2 separate regions of the Oryctolagus cuniculus genome follow, and region 1 is linked to region 2. A link is a contact called in public Hi-C data. All regions are on one chromosome and are shown on one strand. The core of a region is the stretch at or near the end of the contact, and the rest is flanking DNA. Distances in the headings are between cores, read along the strand shown. Region 1 holds the start of DCAF16 (DDB1 and CUL4 associated factor 16). Region 2 has its middle 540 kb from the start of LCORL.

Evidence for each region. A called contact is a pair of places that touch in the nucleus more often than the background predicts.
Region 1: a contact with region 2 is called in a Hi-C map of embryonic fibroblasts, with 2.4 times the contacts expected there. The contact joins the promoter of DCAF16 here to the enhancer-like site in region 2. A contact is called at or near these places in 2 of 6 Hi-C or Micro-C datasets (embryonic fibroblasts and skin fibroblasts).

What each region holds. Positions count from the first base shown.
Region 1 is chr2:12,948,156-12,953,919 of mOryCun1.1, reverse strand. DCAF16 (DDB1 and CUL4 associated factor 16) reads left to right here and starts at 4,209. Exons shown (of 5, transcript XR_011386201.1): 1 at 4,209-4,346. NCAPG (non-SMC condensin I complex subunit G) reads right to left here and starts at 4,140. Exons shown (of 21, transcript XM_002709370.5): 1 at 3,820-4,140; 2 at 2,641-2,844; 3 at 1,268-1,496. The coding sequence starts at 3,930.
Region 2 is chr2:13,750,953-13,756,947 of mOryCun1.1, reverse strand. No RefSeq gene overlaps it. Among named protein-coding and RNA genes, the nearest start is that of LCORL, 540 kb to the right of the region's middle. Within about 2 kb of position 1,762, at least 1 of the 8 cell types and tissues checked has an H3K27ac peak or open chromatin away from gene starts, as enhancers often do.

The DNA.
Region 1 (5,764 bases), core at 2,960-5,459, 810 kb after region 2:
AATTATAATGGGGCTGAAAAAGCTCGCATAGTGACACTGTAGCCATCCCAATGTCAGCACTAGACACTCATTTATTTGTGGTGATGCCAGTCATACAATATCATCCTTCCAGTCACAGAAAAATATAGCACATACAATTGAGTACAGAATATAAAACTATAATAATGATAATAAATGATGTTACTGGCTTATGTATTTACCACACTGTATTTTCACTGTTAGAGGACTTTTTATAGTTAACAAAAAAAAAAAAAAAAAAAAAAAGGTTACAGACAGGTGTTTGGTCTACTATTGCTTAGGATGACTACATCCCATATCAGAGTTTTTGGGTTTAAGCTTCCTGGTAATACACACCCTGGAAGCAGCAGGTGATGGCTCAAGTCACTGAGTCCATGTCACCCACATGGGAGACTTCGCTCAAGTTCCTGGCCCCTGGCTCTCAGCTTTGGCTAATATGGGCATTTAGGTAATAAATGAAAAGGTTGGGAGTGAACTCTATCAGATTCTCTTTCAAAGAATAAAAAAATTTTTTAAGATTACTGTGAAACAGTATGCCATGTTACACAGTAGCAGTTTCATAATCTCATCTCTTGATCAAGAGGCCTCACTGGGTGACTGACCTATACCATCTATGTTTGTGTAAATACATCTTATAATTTTTTGCAATGAAGAAATTACCTAACAACCTATTTATCAGAACATGTCCCTGTCATTAATCAATTCATGAATAATTAACTACTAAATATATGAAATACAGTAAAAAAATTAGTGTATCAATATGAATGGATGCTAGAATTACAAATATATTGAGAAAAATATAGTATGATCCACATAAAAAGATAGACAAAAGTTAATATTTAGATATATGTAATTAAGTTGTCAAACTAGATTCTTAATAAAAATTTTTTTAAGTATGAAAATAATTAGCCCAAAGTTAAAGATAACAGTTACCTCTGGCGGAGAAGTATACAACTGGAGAGAGATGATGTGAAGCAAGATTCAAAGGTACTAATGATATTCTACTGTTTTAATATGAGTGGTTCTTACTTGGACATCTTTTATTATTTAAACTTTATTGTTTATATCTTATTTTTATTTTATATTTGTACTTTGATCTTTATATTTTAAATCTCATTATTTAAATCATATATTCACTACCTACACTCTTCCATATACAGACATACATGTACTTCATAATAAAAAAATTCAACAACTAAAAATTTTTAAAAATCAACAAAACCGAAAAAATTTAGGAAACTAAACATACCATCAATCACCGGACATTCATCATCCTTAGGATCCTGAAGTCGTGAAAGAGCCAGAACTGCCTGTATTCTCACATTTGGAATCTTATCCTTTAATCTAATAAGCATAGCTTCATTAATTTTATCAAACAAATGATCATCAATCTGGGCATTTTCTGGCATACTTCCCAAAAGCTTGTTTATGAGCTGGCATACTCTAAATCTGACTGCATTGCTATTTGCTTCATGAGACTAAAACAGAAACAAATCAAAATTTATTCACTCATATCATTTTTAAGCAATGCATATGACTTGAACTTTCTATAAGAATTTACAACAGTAACTCCTTAGTTGCAGAAGTGGTTAACGATCACGGTGCAGTAAATAGATATTTTGTATATAATCAAACACAGCCTAGAAGAAATATTTGCTATAACAACACATTGCTCTTGGGGCACTGCCCTGGCTCACTTGGTTACTCCTCCGCCTGCCGAGCCAGCATCCCATATGGGCGCCAGTTCTAGCCCCGGTTGCTCCGCTTCCAGTCCAGCTCTCTGCTGTGGCCAGGCAGGGCAGTGGAGGATGGCCCAAGTGCTTGGGCCCCTACACTGCATGGGAGACTGGGAAAAAGCACCTGGCTCCTGGCTTTGGATTGGCGCAGCACGCCGGATCCAGCAGCCATTTGGGGAGTGGAACCAATGGAAGGAAAACCTTTCTCTGTCTCTCTCTGTCTATTTTGCCTGTCAAATAAAAACAAATAAATAAATAAGAACAAATTGCTCTTTTAGGAACTCTTACTTTATTTCTAAAATAAAGAACTCATTTAAAACAAACATGTAACAAAGGGTTGAGAAGTCATTAAAAATTTAATGCTGGAGTCTTTTGGGGTTTTTTTGGACAGAGTGGACAGTGAGAGAGACAGACAAAGAAAAAGGTCTTCCTTTCCCGTTGGTTCACCCCGCCCCCCGCACTGGCTGCTGTGGCCAGCGGGCTGCAGCCGGTGCACCGCGCTGATCTGAAGCCAGGAGCCAGGTGCTTCTCCTGGTCTCCCATGCGGGTGCAGGGCCCAGACACTTGGGCCATCCTCCACTGCACTCCAGGGCCACAGCAGGGAGCTGGACTGGAAGAGGAGCAACCCGGACAGAATCCTGTGCCCTTACCGGGACTAGAACCCGGTGTGCTGGCGCCGCAGGTGGAGGATTAGCCTAGTGAGCCGCAGCGCAGCTTACTGGAGTCATTTTTTAAGAAACACTTTTTAATCTTAATGATAGTTCTACTATTTCCTATAAAAAGTCAGATGCTTTCTCAATCACCAGACATTTCATTGTCTACAATATATAAACTTTACGGTAAAACCTTCTACAACACTTCTCCAAGGTGTTAGCTTTCAACATACCTGTAAGAGAAAAGTAAACAAATAATTTAAAATGCCACCATCCTCCTCTTCTTCATCATCTTCCATATCTGATTGGTGAAAGGAAGTAACAAACTTTGCTGCAAATTCTATTACTCTCTCCACAGCTGGCTCACGTTTATAGATCACCATAGCATACTTAAGGTAATGGATGAACTCCTCATGAAAAACTGTTTTATCATTCATCTGAAAGACAAAAGATAACTTGCACGAACTGAACTGCACTGGTAATACTTTTTTCCAAAACATTACCTTAACATTGCTGACAGCACCGGCCCTAATTCAAACGAAAAACTTTTTTGTAAACTCTGAAGTATCCACACCAGCAAAAAGGGAAAAATAAGCTTGCACAAACTTCTCTCCACGATGTAATTTGCTTCCCCCAAAGAGTCTGCAACCATAAATTTTGACAGTGAATGGACTCTTTTGATACTTCTTTACATGTCTTTAGAATCACGTTAGTAGAAGCATGCTTCTTCATGGAAAAACTCAAAACCTACGCTGGCTTTTTTATGTACCGTATTTAATTTGCTCATCACCCCGCAATTCCTTTTTGATAAAACTTTCACATCCTACCTCATATCCTCAAAGCCCTTGCTATACTTAGTTTTTCTTAGACTTCAAGATAATCTATCTTCCGAGCTTCATTGTCCTGTTCTTCCCACGGCTTCACTCAAAACAAACACACGGTATTTAGGTGAACAGGAAGGGAAAGGTCCTCGCGAGTAATCTGCTTGGACGCTGGACTCAATTTGACATAGGGCGGGATGAGACTGATTTGATGATGGCTGGCTTTTCTGCTGTGAGCGGGGGCCCGACGGGCAAGGACCACCGAGCCTTGGGGTCCACGACCTACTCGGCGACCCGACACTGAGAGCCCGGACGCCTCGGGTCACCCTCCGGACTAACGGTTCGCGCCGCCCCCATCTCCGGCCGGGGGTAAGGACCGCGAAGAGAAAGTGGACGGCGCCAGGGCTTCCAGCCATTCTGGGCGAGTCGCCCGACCTCTCCGTACTTCACTCCAAAGCGGCTCGCCACAGCGGAGGAGGTGGAGTCGCGCGGGCCGAGTCCGAAGGGTCCCGGGGAAGCTCCTGGGGGAGGCTGAGCCAAGGCAGGGCTGGGCGAAGGCGGCGAAGGGCCCACAGCCATTCCGGCGCTTACCGTGCCGTAGGTGCGGCTCAGCGCCACCACCAGCTTCGCCTGGTTCTGGTGCGGCTGCTGCGCCAGCTGAAAGGCCTCCTTAACCGGCAGCACTCTCTTTTCCGCTCCCATGGCGAGGTGACCCGGCCAGGACTATCCTTGCCCGCTTCAGTGCTTCTGGCCCGACCGCCCCAACACCGAATTCTCCTCAGAACGCCACTTGGGGCGTGGTTACCCGCCAGAACGTTCAAATAACTCTCGCGAGAGAAGGAAATACCGCGAGACTTCCGCGAGCGCGCCAGAGGCGAGAGCGGAGAGAACCGAATCCTGTCCCTCTGGCTCTGCCCGCGCTTTGAGCGCATGCGCGTCGGGTGTTTCCCGGTGGGAAGTGGCGTTTCTAAGGAGAGGGGGCGTTGGCTTGGCCGGAAGTGGTGTCGTCAGGGAGGGCTGGCGGAGCTGCTGTTCTACTTTCGGGACAGGGCTGGTGGCGCTAGGCCTAGCGGGATCGTGCGTCTGGTGGTGAGACGAGAAAAAAAGCTCCTCCATGGGTGAGAACAGGGATCTGCTGAGGGGAACAATCTGTGTTCCCGCCGCAGGGGCGGGAGATGCGGAGAGGAGGGGGAGATGGGGCGTTCGGGAAGCCCGGACCGCAGCCCGGCTGCTCGTGAGCGGGGAGACGCTCCCCGGTAGGCTGAGGGAGGCGTTCCGAGGTCTCCACGGGCCGCGGTCTCTCCAGGGCCCGAGGGGCTGACGTCTGGAAGCAGCGTATGATTTTATTTAGCTGAGCTGGCTCGGGACGTGCCAGCTTTCAAAGCTTAGTTTACAGTCCTGCGTAGCTACAGTGTGTTAAAGGAGAACGGAGAGAATGGGAAAATCTAGCTAAGTGGTCACGGTGAGGAACAGGAACTCAGTCTTTAAAACCTTTTTTGGGGGAGAAAAGTGAAACTGCGTCAGACAAAAACGAATACTTTTATTGGGGGCTGCTTAGGACAAACCACCCCAAAACATGACAGTAGGAGACGAGAACATGCCTCTCTAAAATATACTTGCTGGGCTTATTTTGAGCTGTTATAAGGAACTGCCAGCTCTGGAGGAGCTGTGAAAAGCTATCCTTGAAGTTAGGTCTGTCAAAGAAATTAGGAGACTACTGAACTATCTGTATCTGGAAGAGGACTCCTTCACACTTCTGTTCTCTGCTGATCTATAGTCTCCACACGTTTCCTCTTTGCACCCTCTCATAACTTGTGTCACCACCTCCCAACCAGAAACCCGGTTGCTTTGTGTAGCCCAGGATATTCCGTAAGTGTAAGCTGTCATCTCTTTTTCTGGGACTCCTGTCCCTTACTTTTTGTTGTTGTTGTTGTTGTTGTTTCTGTTGAATCTGTCTTAGGGCAACTTCACTGGTAGACCAGCCAAAGAACCTAGGAAGTTGGAGGGAAGACATTTCTCCCTCCTGTTCCTCACTATGTAGCCATAACCACCTGAAGAAATAGACCCTTACAAAGCTGCCTGTGCATCTTGCTCCTTTTGAGTTGTCTTCCCTCTCTAGAAATAACACTTTTAGACTTTACTGTTAACTTTTAGAGAACAAAAGCTTTCTATATTAAGGACATATAGATAAATCATTGAATGAATATATTCTACTGTTTTGTGTTTTAACCATTTTATGAAGAATCATAATGTTCATGGATTTGTTCAGGTTATGGATAAGATAGCATTTGGATTGCCCATAATTTTGAAATTATTGAGATGTCTTAATTTCTGAAAAGACAAGATGGGTATTCTAGGTTAATCAGTTAAAGCAAACGCATAGAGGCTTAAGAGTGCATGGAATATACTGTTAACACTTACAGTCTCCCTAGCAATGAAATATGTACAGCCTGGAGAGCTTAATGAAATAGAAAGCTAGAAAGGGTATTAATTTCTTATCTAAATATATCCAAAATAAGAATTATTTATCTGAGTG
Region 2 (5,995 bases), core at 513-3,012:
ACTGTGAGGACCTGTCTCTCAAGACAGATCCCCGCATGGTCTCCAAGCAAGGAGAGGCAACTTTCCTCCACAAGAGGGAGAGGTTTTCTTTTTGGTGCTGGAAATTCAAGGGAATTTACAGATTTCCAATCCTTAAATTTGTCTATTTAAATGTCCCCTATCCATTTCTCTGGTACCCATTCTTTTTACCAAGGTGCTAATAAAGGCAAGATGTGGTGGTCGTGCATTTAGTCTTCTCTTCGGAACTGCCACTCTGATTTTTCTATAATCTGCACCATAAATACAAAATATATCATTGCTTTTCCAAGCAGACACAAAGCACCTCTGACTGGCACAGCATGGTTTCTGTTGACAACACACTGCTCTAAATCTACTTTTTTTCTTTTGTGAAGGATTGTAATTCAATTAATCCATTCCAATAACCTCACAATCATCACTTTCCCCATACCGTTTATTCAGCTCAGCCTCTAACAAAATAATGATTCCTCTACTCCTTGCCCTCAGACTATAAGCAATCCAGCCCCAAAACAGGTCCTTGGGATCTGCTTCCTAGAGACTTTCCTGGTCTCAACTTTCAGAATCTACAATTCCCAAGAAGCAGAATTTGATGCAGAAAGCTTCTGCTATTAATAACAGGATATAGTGACAGAGGTCACTACGTTATTAACGGGATATAGTGATAGAAAAAGAGATGGTTAAGCAGATAGATACAAGATAGTAGTATAAATTCTGTAACATATATTGGAACAAGATCTATTCTACAACCCTTCTAAGGAGGTGATTAATGGTACCTGAGGTATCTTGTGGAAAACTAATATTAACACACATTGCTACATAATGTAGCAATATTTATCCAGCACTCACTCTGCATCAGTATGTAAGCAAAGTCCTTTATGTTTAATGCTGTAAAATATCCCATGATATAGGAAGATCTACAGACTTATTTTAGAGATGAGACTACTCATTCAAGCTTAGTGAATTCCCACAGGTGCTGATTGGTAGGTAGTGCCTGAGTTCATGTTTTCAAGCACTACGGTATACGGTATACTTTTACCTGCAAGACTTGGTAGTGGCTTGATTTTTAGGAAATAAGATGTTTTTATCTCAATCATAGAAGGAAAAAAAATGTAACCAAGGTAAAACATTCAATAAATTTTAATGCAAAGAAATATAGGTAGAATAATAAGATATTTAAATATAGGATAATAAATTCAAATCTAGAGGATTACAAAAGAGAATAAAATGATGAAGAATCGATGAGAAAATATAGACTGTGAAACCAATTGTGGGTTTTTCAACAGTCCCAACAGAAGGTCATGAAACTCCAAAAATACATTATGAAACTGGATATGAATAAAGGGACTACAAAGCTTGTTCATCACTGCTTTCTTTACCTGTCTCCTCCCTGGATCTAAGCACAGATACCCCAATTATTGCTATATGGCTTTGGGAAAAATCTTTCAATCTAACTGCCCTCAATTTCTCTAGATATAAAAGAAATACAACATCTGCTACCTATATTGTAGGATTGTCATAAAGATTACATGAGTTAATGCAAGTATAGTACCCAACACGCACATGGAACTTATATGAATTCAACTGTAAGCTCTTGTCCAGAGACAGATAACAGAAAGCAAGAGAAAAATAACAGTTCAACAGTGTGTGAAATTCCACTTTCAATAATTGGTAGCTTGCCTTAGTGAGAAGGGAGGTGTGAATCTGCTGTTCCCATATTTAGTTCCAGTTTCTCCCAGCCTCTCAGAGTGAGCATCTCACAGAATAGATGTCATTTGTGCTTGAAGCCACAACTTAGTTCAATGAATGGCACACAATATGCATTCAATGAATATTCAACAAATGTTTGTTGATATCTTTGTTATTATTATTCTTCTCTACTATTTTTCATGCTATTTAATCAGCAGTACTTCAACTAAAATCATGATCTCATTCTCATCACTTTTCATGGCTCTCATTTTGTAATATGGCATTAAACCCCACTAGAATTTCACCCAGTTCCTGAAGGCAAAGGAAATACACCTGTGCCAGATTAGCCATTTGTAAAGACCATTCAACCATTGGTCCTACTAGAAAGAAGGTGTACTTACATAATATGTTACATAGATACAACTGTATTTCTTTCAAATATTTTTGCTTATTCTCATTTTAGAAGTGAGCAGTGGAGGGTTTGGGGAGATGAAGTGCCTCATGGCAGTCCCAGAGGAAGTGAGTAGAAGGAGGTTGTGGAACCTAGCCCCATGCTCCTTCGTCCTACTCTGCCTCCAGAGGCGGGTAACACAAAAACAAGAGCTGTTGGAGCTACCCACTGGAGTTGAAACCTCACCCCCACCAGCTGTGAAGCACCACCTCAGCATCTAGCACACAGTAAAAGCCAGTTAAATGGCAGTTTTTATTATTATCATTAATGCAAACTTTGATGATTTGTCATCACATTACAGATGTTGAATTTATGAAAATCATGGCAGACCATCCTCTGACTAGCTCCCAATGTTACCTGTAATTTTTCCATGTCTGAAGGGAGAAAAATTTCCTTATCAAATGCCTCAGTGGGAAAATTGAAAGCATGAGTTACTGGTGAATGTTCAATGATTAATTTTCCACACATTATTCATAAGATTTCTTCATTCATAGTAAAATGGAACTTTCCTGTGCTCATTGAGGGGATAATATTAGATTACTGTCATGGAATTGCTAAGTTTGATTAGTTTTAGAATCTAATTTAGGTTGAAATCCTTAAAAGTTACAGTAGAAACTTCCCAATAGGTTAAGGAGATATGATTACTGTGAATGAGTAAGAAAATGCACAAATTAATATAAAATTTCAAATCTCAAAGGGTTTGAAAAATCCTTGCCTTAAGTTGAAGGGTGAATGAAGGGACAATTCCCTCTGTTATGTGACTAGTTGTCTCATCATTGTCAAAAGGACATAAATGTCTCATAAATGTCTAACAAATGTCAAAGGACAGAACTGTACAGAAAATACCATCCAAATAGACATGGTTAAAATCAATGTTTTCAGACCCAGTTATAAGTTTGTTTGCGGTTACTGCAAAGTTTTATTATGAAAACTTAATTTCTTTTGGTTTAATCTAGTAAGACCAAATGAGGTTGCTTTTTAAATTAAAAAACACACACCTGATAATTTTTAAAATTCTTATTATGTGTTCTCAATTTTATGTGTGATACTGCAGTTGAAAGAACAACAATACAGGGAAAAAAAGGCATGCTTCTATTTGGGAAGGAGCAATTATTTTATCAAGTTAATTGGTGATAATATTACTTCTGAGACAAAGGCTCTCCTCAAATTTTTCAAGAGAAAACTTCAGAAGAGAGAGATGTTACAGGACAGGAAATAACATTTGGTGAATATCTACTTCATGCCAAGTACTATGCATGATGCTAAACATGTGTGAGCTTTGGTGACTCCTCACAAAACCCTTGGAACACATTTTCTTTCTCTACACAAAGGGCCCCTAGGTCTCAGAGAAACTGAGCAAAGTGTTTATTATTTCACGTATAAAATGTACTGCTGAGATTTATTTAGAAAATGGGTTGGGATTAAAATAAAAACCTTCAGAGCTCATGCCTAGAGCTATCATAATTCAATCATTCATACGCAGTTTTAATATTGGGCACAGAGTTTCTGTCAGAGATTATTTGGTTACATAGATAGAGCATCATTCCCAGACTGTCTTGAGGTTGTATGGCCACATTAATAAAATCTAGCCAAAGGAATGTAGTGGTTTGTAATGGCTACTACTCTCATAGTTGGCCCTTCAGAACTCCTTGAACAATTCTCCAGGCTCTCCTCTCATAGCATCCATTAGCATATTCAGATGATCTAATGGAGAACCAGGAGACCCAGTGGATTTTGGAGAAACAAATTGGAAAGAGCCAGGGTCCTCGGTAACTATACGGAGCAGAGCAATGATGCCAACTCACAATGGCTTGTGACATGCATTTAATTCCTTAGTAACTGAGTCTCAGAGGTTCAGAGGTTGTTCACTACTGCAGTCGGTCTTGCCTGACAAATACAGCTTGAACCATTTATACTGGATAATTTATTTGAATGAACATTTTTCTCAAATTTATTTATAATGGCATTGATTGTTTAATAGATTTCATGTGCTGGCTGATATTTTTCTATTACATGAAATAAAGTCAAAATTATTTTTAAAAGTTTATTGCAGAATAATCTTGTGTGCCTTATTTTGAGATAATGTGCTACTCTAATACCTTTCCTTTTCTTGACCAGATATGTGGCCCCCTTACTCAGCCTGAACATCTCAAGTCAATGTCTGTTAAGGATACGCCTTCAGAGGAGTGGCATCATGGCATGCCAACAATTCTTCAAGTGCAGAAGGCCTCTTCAAAAGGATAGAATTGCACAGAAACTCCAGAGCTGTTCTGGCTTAAGAGGCAGCAGAAACCTCATGGCGAGAGGAAGAATAACTGTGGCCATAGACTGCTTACTGCTAATTGCTCTGACCTCAGACAGTGCTTGCTGTGGGCCTCTGGGAACCACTGAGGACTGATTAAGCCATGCTCTTCCTACATCACTTCTGCTTTTGGAAAACTGAGTTTTGTTCTCTCTCCTCTAAGTTTCTCAGCCCCTGGACGTGGCCTACAAAGCATGCAGCCAGAACACATAAGCGTCTTCTGCAGAACACCTTTTGTCTGTCCTCAAAACTCAAGACTCAATTTTAAAAAGAAGCCACAAAACTAGGCGCTCCTGGAGAACAACAGCCATAGCCTAGTCATCGCTGAGTCTCTGGAAACTTCAAGGACACAGAACAGTCACTAAATGAGCACTTGTAAGTGAAGCAAAACTTTGCAATGTTCAGATGGGGGAAATTTTTTTTTCATGTCACTTTAAAGTGATTCATGTCATAAAAGAGAATTGCTTAAGAATTCCATGAAAACATATAAGACAATCTCAGTAAGCATGAAAATAATGACCATGTTTTCCTTCCTAGAAAAAAACATAAAGCTGTTTTTGAAACCTTGCTGATGATTGCTAAGTCTGACATAATTAAGGCAGAGTCGACATTTACAAGAGTGAGCTGCTACTGAAATTCAACTGCAATTCAATGCACACACATGCACACACTCCACACTGCCGCTTCATTAAATCAGTTAAATCTGCCAGTGTTTGGTGATGATGTTTGGAACTGGAAAATGTGGAAAATCAGGCCACCTCCCCAAAACACAGAGAGGGAGCATGCACACTTTTAATACCACATGTAATTAACATAAAACCTGGTAACTCTTCTGACTGGTGAAACATTAAGTAATTATTTTGGCCCAGACATCCTTTCAATAGTTTTATGCACTCTTTCACTCTGTTATTTATGAAAAGCTGGGAGATGGGGGGGGGGTGAACTCTTACCATGGCAACCCTTGTGGAACATGTTAACACATAATGCTGTCTGTCACTGCTTGGATAGGGAGCAGTGACACAGTAAGGAAGGAAGATGCATTTGGTTTGAATTTATGAGTATAAAAAAGCACTCACTTTTATCCCTCAAGGTTTGAAACAAAGCTGTAAGGCTTACCTTCTCTTTAACAAAATCCCCATCTCCATTGTGGGTGTATTTGTATAAATGCTTTTTAGTGTCTTCATGTGATGACCAAATTATACCATTGTACCGCAGTGGAAGAAGCTGAGCTTCTATGTTACTATTTATTTCAAGTGTTTTCCATCCAAAATGAGAAGTTTCCTTCCCCAGAAGTAGTTTCCTCCTAGGTGTCTGCTCCCATGGATAAATGAAGACTATGCACTGTACTTGGAATCATATAGTCATTGCTGTTACTGGACCAATTTCCCTTCAGCCTCACTCACCTTGCTCAACCTTATGTCCTGTCTGTGGCCTTGGAGCCTTCCAGAGTCAATCAAACATCTTTAAACTTTCTGCTAGTTTTGCTTTAGTTTCTTCCCCTTGCTTCTCTGTTCCTCCATTTTTGAGAAGCCTCCTCT